2 separate regions of the Nomascus leucogenys genome follow, and region 2 is linked to region 1. A link is a contact called in public Hi-C data. All regions are on one chromosome and are shown on one strand. The core of a region is the stretch at or near the end of the contact, and the rest is flanking DNA. Distances in the headings are between cores, read along the strand shown.

The links. Hi-C and Micro-C count contacts between places; a contact is called where the count stands out from the background.
Region 2: a contact with region 1 is called in a Hi-C map of a lymphoblastoid cell line, with 3 times the contacts expected there. The contact joins the promoter of CTDSP1 here to the promoter of PNKD in region 1. A contact is called at or near these places in 2 of 4 Hi-C or Micro-C datasets (a lymphoblastoid cell line and an unstated tissue).

The regions. Positions count from the first base shown.
Region 1 is chr22a:118,949,444-118,954,662 of Asia_NLE_v1, reverse strand. PNKD (probable hydrolase PNKD) reads right to left here and starts at 2,163. Exons shown (of 10, transcript XM_030803032.1): 1 at 2,053-2,163; 2 at 1,106-1,274. The coding sequence starts at 2,119. AAMP (angio-associated migratory cell protein) reads left to right here and starts at 2,397. Exons shown (of 11, transcript XM_003272351.4): 1 at 2,397-2,688; 2 at 3,121-3,273; 3 at 5,077-5,196. The coding sequence starts at 2,568.
Region 2 is chr22a:119,077,605-119,082,823 of Asia_NLE_v1, reverse strand. CTDSP1 (carboxy-terminal domain RNA polymerase II polypeptide A small phosphatase 1) reads right to left here and starts at 1,978. Exons shown (of 7, transcript XM_030802490.1): 1 at 527-1,978. The coding sequence starts at 593. SLC11A1 (natural resistance-associated macrophage protein 1) reads right to left here. Exons shown (of 15, transcript XM_003272357.4): 15 at 5,118-5,219.

The DNA.
Region 1 (5,219 bases), core at 914-3,413:
TTCACACGGTCCTTGTCCACTTCCCGCTTGGTGAGGATGAAGAGGAGGATACCACAAGGGAAGCCGATGGCCCTACGGGTGGGGAGATGTGCACGGGGTTTGGGGAGGGGCCAAGCCTGAGCCAGAGGAGCTGGGGGGAGTCATTCTAGCTTCATCAATTGCATGAATGCTGCAATACCTCTTATAGTCTATTCGTCCTCTGTGCTGGCTGCTGGAGGGACCCACACAAATCAGATCCTGTTACTTCCCTGCTTAAAACCCCGTAATAGTGCTCCATCACTTCCTGGCCAAGTCCAAACTCCTAGGCATGGCACAAAAGGCCCAGTGTGGCTGGGTCTCTGCCTACCTCTTTCCTCCTCCCCCCTAGAGCCGGATCCTCAGCACGAGCACTGCATTCCTGAAATAGCACCTGTGCAGGATTTTCCAGGCAGCCCTGATGCTTTCCCTCTCTGAGACTTGGCCAAGGTACCCTCCCAATTTTCCCCTCTTAAGCTAAGTAACCACTGCTTGGGAGGCACTTTGGTGTGGGGGAAAGAGCATGAAGTCACAGACTAGGTGAGAATCCTAGCTCAGTCTCAGTTCCTTCCTCTGTGAAATGGGGATGTAATATTTATCTCAAACACTAAAACATTACATGGCAAAGTACTGGCACACCTCACATGCAGAAAAAAATGTGGATTTCTTCCTCTTTTCCCTTTGATATTGGTCAATAATATGCATTAAGGTCAGAGTCAGAGCCCAATCACAATGTTCATAATGCCTTCTGAGTACTACTATACAACTAGTACAAGCTCACATGATCTCAACGAACTACTTACTTAAACTTGGGTCTCACTCCAAGCTCCCAAAAGGGAGGATGAGGCCAGGGACCCAAGTCTGAATCAGATCAACTCAGCTTACTCCACAGTAAACCCACTGTCTTCTCAATTCCACATACTTCCCCACCTCCGCTGCCCCACCCCTCTGAGATTCCAATCGAACCCAACAATTCCGTTCCCACAACTTTGGATTCAGCTCGCCACCTGAAACTTAGAGAAGTTTCTGAGTCCTGCCCTCCCATACAAGCCACGCCCCGTTGGTGGGCAAAAGGGTGGTTAAAACTCACCAGGCCAGTCCCACAGCTTTCATGGGGTTCTTGCCCCTCTTTCTGGGAATGTATTCCAGCTCCGGGGATAGGGGTTCAGGTTCCTCCTTGCCCTCTGGGGAGCTGTGGCTTTGCAGGGCCCGGATCCTGTTATGAGAAGCCTTGTTAGCTGTGGCTCCTGCGAGAATCCCTGTGGATGGAGGTAAGGAAGGTCAGTAAGAAGAGATGAGAAGAAAGCAAGCGGGGAGGTGGGGGGCAGTAAGGGCTTGGGAGGAGCGGCTGAGATCTGGGGAAGGGGAGTGACCAGTCTGAAGCAACAAGTGCTGGGGAGAATCCAAAGGGAGACTGGAAAATCGCCACCGAGGTGGCACCTTTGGAAGCCACTTCCACGTCACTGCGGGCTCATCACCCTGGTGCTAGGACGAAAAGCTTCGCTGTTCTTCCTCAGACGACAGCATGGGAAGGACTGCAGTGGGACTCACATGAGACGTATGAAGGAAATCCGGGAAAAGGTTTTGAAACTGCAAATGTTAGCACTGGAAGGGACCTTAAAGATAGTCTACTCCATCCCTTGCACTGTATGGAAGAGGAAGCTGAAGCCCTGAGAGAAAAACTGCTTTGCCCAAGGTCAAACTGCTAATTATCCAGGGCTGGAACCCAAGCCTCCAGAAGCCCGGGGCTCTTTCCTCTGCACTGCGGTGAGTGTGAAACACCTGGAGCGCGGGAGTCTAACGGGCTTCCTAGGAGCTCCCTCTTGCAGTAAGACTCCGGAGGTGTCGAGCAACCCGAAGGCGGGGGGGATGCACTGGGTGACCTCTAAAGAGCATCTCTGCACCCCCAGACTCTAAGATCTTGCAGAAAAGTGTGGGCAGGAACCAAGAGCCCTGACCTCCTGCTATCGTCGGGCTGGATGTGAAAGAAAAGGGATCTTCTGCAGTCCTGCCCTCCCCGGGGGTCCCTCTCCTTACCCCTGAGGACGCGGGCATTTCTCGCCCCCCGGCCCTTCAGCGCCGTAGCAGCTACCACCGCCGCCATGTTCAGATCCCACCCCCCTTCACCGCGCTCCCCGCCGGGAATTGTAGTTTCCGTAAGGGGCCTCCCCCGCGCCTTCCGTCCTGCCTACAGGCCAGAAACTACATCTCCCAGAAGCCCGCAGAGCGGACCCAGGAGAACTACTCTTCCCAGGAGACCCCGGAGGCGCGCACGCTCGCTTGTTTCCCTCCAGTTGGGGGCGGAGTCAGGTGGGGCGGAGTTTGGGTTCTCTCCGCCACGCCCCGGCCCCGTCTTCCAATGCCGCTCTGTGATTGGTGGGGCGGTCAGCCAACCTTCGTAGCTATTGGCCGAACGGCCGTCGCTCTTCCTGCTGGGGAGTCGCCTACGCCTACTTCCTCCCGGGAGGAGGGGCTCGAGTTCCGCGTCGTCGCGCAGAGCTGACTCTGGGAGGCGTTTGGGCCCACAGAAGTGGATCCGCCGCTTGCGCCGCATGGAGTCCGAATCGGAAAGCGGGGCTGCTGCTGACACCCCCCCACTGGAGACCCTAAGCTTCCATGGTGATGAAGAGATTATCGAGGTGGTAGAACTTGATCCCGGTCCGCCGGACCCAGGTGAGAACTGCCGCTCCTCAGGCCATGGGACAGGAGACGCTCACCCCTGGCCTCTGACCCTTGCTTTTCCCTGCTCCCCTCCACACCCGACCGGTCATTCCTACCGATATCTTTCTTCCCCTCCTCCCCCACTCCCACCCTCACACTTAGTTCTCAGGCCTGGCTGGGGTGGGGGGTTCCCTGACGCCTCCTCTGGCCCTTCCCCTCACACACCCCCTTCCCATCATCCCCTTGGCCCTCCCTTACCGCACGGTCGCTGGCCAGCCGTGGCCTCCCGTCCTGTGTCCCGCGCGCCCCCCCGGACCCCCGTGTGTCTGACTCCACCTTCCCCTCTCGCCACATGACCCGCCCCAGCCTCAGGCCTCCTCATGCTTCTCTCCGTACCTCTTACCGCCTCCCGAGCCCCATCTTCTAACCCTCTCCCCAAAGCAGATGACCTGGCCCAGGAGATGGAAGATGTGGACTTTGAGGAAGAAGAGGAGGAAGAGGGCAACGAAGAGGGCTGGGTTCTAGAACCCCAGGAAGGGGTGGTCGGCAGCATGGAGGGCCCCGACGATAGCGAGGTCACCTTTGCATTGCACTCAGGTAGGTCTTTGAGGCGATCCACCTCAAATCAGTTTAGGTGGGCGTGTAAGCATTAAACATCAGCCATGGACAGAACGTTATGGGGGACACAGAGATGGGCAAGATGCTGGCCTTGCGCTGGAGGAGCCCACAGGTGGGAAAGTGTGGCAGAATGGATGATTGCTTGGCTTCTGGCATCAGTCGAGACACCAGGCTTCAAGTCCTCCCTCTACTTTGCCAGTTAACCTTGATTAACCTCTTAGTTTTCTTTTAAAAAGTTATCTTTGGCCGGGCGCGGTGGCTCACTCCTGAAATCCCAGCACTTTAGGAGGCTGAGGCAGGTGGATCACTTGAGGTCAGGAGTTCCAGACCAGCCTGACCAATATGGTGAAACCCCGTCTCTACTAAAAATACAAAAATTAGCTGGGCGTGGTAGCGGGTGCCTGTAGTCCCAGCTACTCGGGAGGCTGAGGCAGGAGAATTGCTTGAACCCGGGAGGCAGAGGTGGCAGTGGACTGAGACTGCGCCATTGCACTCCAGCCTGGGCGAGAGAGCGAGGCTCTGTCTCAAAAAAAAAAAAAAAAAAAAAAAAAATACAAAAATTAGCCGGGCATGGTGACACATGCTTGTAATCCCAGCTACTCTGGGAGAATCGCTGGAACCCGGGGGGCGGAGGTTGCAGTGAGCCAAGATCACGCCACTGCACTCCAGCCTGAGCAACAGAATGAGAGTCTGTCTCAAAAAAAAAAAAAAAAAGTTATCTTTGATAAAAGTTAATAAAAGTAGTTAGTATAAAATTAGAGATAATTGGCCAGGTGCGGTGGCTCACGCCTGTAATCCCAGCACTTTGGAAGGCCAAGGCCGGTGGATCACCTGAGGTCAGGAGTTTGAGACCAGCCTGGCCAACATGGCGAAACCTCATCTCTACTAAAAATAAAAAAAAAATTAGCTGGGTGTGGTGGCATGTGCCTGTAATCCCAGCTACTTGGGAGGGTGAGGAAGGAGAATCACTTGAACCTGGGAGGCGGAGGTTGCATTGAGCTGAGATTGTGCCACTGCACTCCTGCCTGGGTGACAGAGCAAGACTCCATCTCAAAAAAATAAAATGAGAGATAATTATATCTTTTTGAGCATATTTTATATAACTTTCTCAAGTGCTAGTTCTTAGTAAGAAACCGTTGCTGGGTGTGGTGGTTCACGCCTGTAATCCCAGCACTTTGGGAGGCCGAGGTGGGTGGATCACGAGGTCAGGGGTTCGAGACCAGCCTGACCAACATGGTGAAACCCCGTCTCTACTGAAAATACAAAAATTAGCTGGGCATGGTGGCGGGCGCCTGTAATCCCAGCTACTCAGGAGGCTGAGGCAGGAGAATTGCTTGAACCTGGGAGGCGGAGGTTGCAGTGAGCCAAGGTCGCGCCACTGCACTCCAGCCTGGGCGACAGAGCAAGACTGTCTCAAAAAAAAAAAAAAAGAAACCCTTAACAGGATGCTCTCCTCACTCTGCACCCAACCCGGTGGCATCCCATGCTGAGAACTGTAAGCCCTGCACCTGTCCCCACCTCTTATCTGTGGCATTGGTGTTGGGTGGTGAGGGGAGTCGCACAGTGGGGGGATCTACTCTGGCAAATAGGGAGCTTGGCAAATGTGGGAAGGATCTAACAACCAGATTCTCGAAACTTAGAAGAGCTTGGATGTGCCTGTGTTTTCCAGGAGGAAAGACATGTTGCTTTGGGTGAAAGGGGGTGGGTTTCCTGAAGGTTCTGAAGGACAGAGGCCTAGGTGGGAGCTCTGTCCCCTTACCCATGGAATATCTCTTGGGACAGCATCTGTGTTTTGTGTGAGCCTGGACCCCAAGACCAATACCTTGGCAGTGACTGGGGGTGAAGATGACAAAGCCTTCGTGTGGCGGCTCAGCGATGGGGAGCTGCTCTTTGAGTGTGCAGGTGAGGGGGCTGAGGTAGAGGCC
Region 2 (5,219 bases), core at 729-3,228, 130 kb before region 1:
CTCCACGCGTGACGCGAAGTTTGTGGGAACGTGGCTGTGTGTTGGCGGGAGATCCCTCCAAGCCTCCCCAGCCCGCTGTCACCTCGGCGCCCCCTCCCAAGACCCTACCGGACCGCAGCCCGGGGGTGGGGGGTGGGGGGTGGGGGGGGCGGAGTCTCAGCGGGTGGCCCATAGGCGCCCTCCTCAGCTCCCCCATCTCCCAGCCCCATTGGCGCCAATGGGGGGGGGCGCCCATGCACCACGCAATGCCAGCCAGGAAACCCCCGAAGGAGTTCCCTCTCTATTCCTGCCTCAGTTTCCTCACCTCGAGCGAACAGGAGCGCCTCAAAGGCGCCAGGCCCCGCCCCGCGTCTCTGAGCCTCCTTTGAGTTCAAACTCTCTCCCTGCTCCCTTTCAGGCTGGGAGCTTCGGGCACGGCTGAGGCGGCCGCCCGGGGCAGCGGCGGCGGCTCCCCTGGGGAAGATCCCGGCCCCTTCTCTTCTCCCACAACGCCCCGGCTTCGGCCCCCTCCCCGCAGCCCCGGTACCTTTGCCCCGCAGCGGGCCCCGAGCCTCCTCCTTGCTGATCTGAGTAATGACGGCCGAGCTGTCCATGGGGCCGGGCGCGCTCCGCTCCGGCCGGACTCTGGCCCGGGCGCCCGGCCTCCCCCCCGGCTGGGGCCGGAATCGGGGCGCGGGGGGGAGGGGAGGGGTGGGAGGGAGGGATCCCCGCAAGCTTCGGAGGGGAGGGGAGCCAGGTTCTAGGGGGGAGGGGGAGGGAGGGGGCGCGGAGGAAACTTTGTTACAACATGGAGTTTCCTCCCCGCGAGGCGGATGCAAACATGGAACCCAGGCGCGGTTTCAAGGCTCCCCCTTAAAAGGGCAACGGCTTCGGCGTGACCTGGACGCGGCTGCGGCTTTCGCCACTTCTGGGACCCGCGCGGCTAGGCGGACTGGGAGGCGGGCCGGGCCGGGTTCCTGCCGCGCTCCAGGGGGCGTCGCCTCCCTTCCTGCCGCCCGCCGGCGGGGCTGAGCCTCTGCGGCTGCGTGGCAGGCCCAGCACCCGGCTCACCGTTCCAGGCCGCCGAGCGCCCTGGGCCAAGGCCCGCCCGCCCGGAGCGCCCACGCCGGGGAGTGCCCGAGTGCGGCGCGGCTCCACCTCTGCGTTTTCTGAGGACCCGGGACTAGAGGCTTCTTGGTTTCTTCGTTGAGAACTTGGAGATAGCGCTATCTTATCTGTAAAATGAGTCTTCTCTCCTGTCTGGTGGTCGCAGAGATCACCTCGCAAGAACGTCATGAGCCAGCGAAGGCCTTGCTGGCCCGAAACAGCTTGCAAACCTCAGAATCACGCTTTTGAATGGGACGGTCGCCGCCCCCCGCAGCCCCAGGGCGAGGTGCCCCCGGTCTGTAGGGCGTGAAATTCCAACTCCCTGCCCTGGGAAAGCCCCCTGCCGACCTCTCCCCACGGCCCCACCCGGGGCCCCGCACGTCCACTCGCCGCGCACGGGCCACCGCGCGTTCCCGCCTGAAGAAGTTTTCGTACGCGCTGTTCCCTTCGCGTAGCCAAATTCCACCGACCTCGAGGAAATGCCACCTTCTCCAGGGGCCTTCCCTGACCCCCTCCCTTGCCCGCGGTCGCCGGCCGCCCTGTGATTACTGGGGGTGTGGTGGGGGTCACTGGACTCGCTGCCGATCCTAGGAGCCCAGCACGGCGCCGCACGCGGTGGGCCCAAAGCCCGACCGTGGGGACCTCAAACCAGAGGCCCTCAAGGCCCGTTCCACCCGGCCTGTGGCGCAGTGCTGGGCACTTGGGAACGGAGGTCCCCGTCTTCTCGCTGGAAGCCCCTCCGTGGTGCGCGCCGTGGGTCTGCGGGTTGGTCTTTTTCCTCGTTTATGAAGTTCTTTTTACTCGTCGTTACTATTTTGTAAGTTCACCATTTAAAAATTAATAACGCCAAGCCCGACAAACATGCCTCGGCACTTCCTCCCCTCCCCCTCTCCCGCGGGCCTCGGTGGCGGGGCGGGGCGGGCGCGTCCTGTCCCGTCCGGCCGCCGGGTGCGACGCGGCGCACGTCCGCCAGGCCCTGCCGAGGTGGAGCCGGGGAGGGGAGGCCCCGCACGGGGGGCGGGAGGGGAAGGAAGGGGAGCGGCGCCTGCCAAGAAGGCGCGGCGGCTTCGTGCCCTGAGGCTGGGAGTAGGGGCGGGAGGGCACTGTCGGGACTGATACCCCGGCCCCCGGGCTGGATCCCTCGGCCCTCCTCCTGCTCCTGGGTAGCCCACGGGGCGGCCACCATTGCGCTTCATCACCGTGATCGCCACGCGCTGCTGGCGCTCTCTGAGGCCTGCTCTGGCTGCGCCCCCTAATCTCGTTTACCCCTTAGAACGGCCTCCTTGTTATCCCATTTCACAGATGAGGAAACTGAGTTTCAAGAAAGGAAGCGACGTGCCCCGGGTCTCCCGGCGAGGGCAAAGGCGGGATTCCAGCCCGGGAGCGGGACATCTGTCTCCCCTGCGGTCCGGCCTCCTGGGTGGGGCCTCGGCTTTATCTCCGGATGCGGGGCCCTCATGACCCCAAAAGGAAGCCTGTGGCGAGGACTGAGTGGAGTCGTGGCCTCGCCCTTGGCCTGGGTTGGGTGGCGCCCCTTCCTCTCCCTCTGTGAAGGGGGCTGGAACTTGGCCACTGTCCCCACACCCACCATTCCCAGACGCGCCACGCTGAGGTCACAGGATTCCTCAGGAATCCCCCACCTCCTCCACCCCATCCTATCGCCACTTCAAGCCGTTGCCCGTGCAGTTCTTTTCTCAGGGAGACCTAACTCCTCCTCCCAGGCTCCCAAGGCGGCTGAGGTAGCCGCGCCTTCTGCCTGGAGCCCTGGACTTCTCTCCCCACGCCTTGGGGCGGGTAGTTAGTTACTGAGTGAGTCGAGAGGCCAGGATTGCGTGGGGGAAGGGGGGGTCCTTCGAGTGTCCTCACTGTGGGGGTTTTCTACACCCAGCTGCAGGTGGAGGTCACTTTATGCACTCTGTTTTTTGTCTTTTATCATTCGCACCCCAGGAAAAATAAAATCATGGGGGTCACAAGTCAGAAACGGGGAGGGGCAGGAACGGGATTCAGCAAGGTGCTGTCTGGCACCTGTGGATTTGGAAGCGTCTCTTCCAACCCAGTCCCTCAGCTTCCCCATCTGCCAAACAGGGCTGGTAAAAGCCCAACCCAGGGGGATGGAGGGAGCCGTGCAGAAAGTCAGGGTGCGTTCAGCAGGCTCCTGGTGAGTGCCGAGTGCGACCACGCCCTCCCTGAGAGGCCTAAAGGGAACTTCCAGAAGAGCAACTCTGCACCCCTCTTCCTGGAGGGTCGATTTGAGCCCGGGCTGGAAGAACCAGAGCTACCATGAGGGGAATGGGGGCAGCTCTAACTAGACGCCTTCCAGTCTGCAAATGACTGACTTTGGCGCGACCTCATCACTAGCCCTTTGCCCAGGCCCTGGGCAGCCCCTTAGCTGGCCCTCCGTGTCTTCTTGACCAGCCTGCCCATTACTCTGCCGTTCCCCCAGTCCTGCCCCACAAGATCTAAGACGTCCCCAGAAGGCTTCAGGTCTTGGCAGATGTGCACACACGTGCCCCCATGCTCCTGGCACTCTCATTCCTCCTGGACTGTCCTGTCAGCACTCCCCCCTACCCCCGACCCCCCTTCAGCAAGATTCAGTCCCCTTCCCTGGCCCGCCTCACGGGCAGCGCCCTTCACCGCATCCTGCCACAGTGACTTGTTTGCACAGCTGTCTCCCGCAACTGGAGTGTGGGGTCCTTGAGAACTGACATCTTTAATTCGGGACTTTGCCTCCGTCCCCAACTTGTAACACAGGGCCTGGTACAGGACTGGCACTCAATGCCAAGAGGGGTGTGTAGGGGGTACAACTGGGGCACTTCCAGGAGGCTAAAGGATCTGGGAGATGCCTTTCTTTGCTACACGTCCCCCATCCATCTCCTCCTTCAGCTGGCATGGACCCATCTCCAGTGCCAAACCCAGAGGAGGCGGGCGGCCCTCTTGCCCAGGTACCCTCTGCAGCCCTTGCCCAGGTCGCACCAGACCGGTCCCATCCCTTCTCTACTTGAGGGACCCACTCGCATCGTTGCCCTTTTAAGAAAAAGGAAATTCTTCTCATAAACAAGCGTCCGGACCTGAGCGCGGAGCCAGGCCGCCTGCCCTGCTAGGTCCCCAGGAAATCGGGGGTTCTTCCAGGTGCAACACCCGGCCCAGGTTCAACTCTGGGGAAAGGCCTGTTGGCCTCTCCTCGCTGCGGCCCTCCGCAGATCTTGGGCTGGGGTCTGAGGGACCCGAGAAGGCTGGAGGAGTGACTTGGGGGAGCCTAGAAACAGCCTAGGGAACGTCTATAAAGTGCAGCCCCTGAATGGGGCGAAGGGGTGCCCAGCTGCTCCCTAAGGCAGAGGGGGCTCCCCGCCCACACAGCTTCCCCCCACCCACTCTCCCCGAAGGATTCTGGGGCCCCTGGGCGCGAGCCCCGAGCGCCCGCCTCCCCGCGTCGTTCCGCCTGGCGGGGAGGGGTGAGGCCGGGGCGGGATGGCCGGCGTCGGGACTGTCTCTGCCCCTAGGGGGAGCAGTCAGCAGAGAGGGAGCGGTAACGGCACGGCGTGGGAGTCGCGGCCGCCGGCTCCCCTGAGGAAACAGCAAATAATTTGGGCCTCAGAGGCACAGACTCTTGGGTTCCTTATGACCTGGTGCCTAATGGAGAAAGAAGCGCGCCGCCGTTTTACTGTCTGGAAAGTGGGTCGTAGGCGGAACAGAGAGGCTGCGGCGAATAGGAGCGGACCAGACCCTGGTGTAGGGGTCTTCTGGATGCTTTAGAGACTTCGTGCCTTCCCGGTTCCCATTCCCTGCTCCTTTGTACTAGAAGGGAACTAGTATTTATTTAACTTTAATCAGGCCGGGTTTGGTGGCTCAACGCCTGTAATTCCCAGCATTTTGGGAGGCGGAGGTGGGTGGATCACTTGAATCCAGCAGTTCGAGACCAGCCTGGCCAGCATGGCAAACCCCGTCTCTGCTGAAAATACACAAATTAGCTGGGCGTGGTGGCGCGCGCCACTCCTGGGGCTGAATAAAGAGAATCGCTTGAACCCAAAAGGTGGAGATTGCAATGAGTCAAGATTGCGCCACTGCACTCCAGCCTGGGCGACAGAGGGAGACCCTTTCCCTGTCTCAAATAAATAAATAAATAATTTAACATT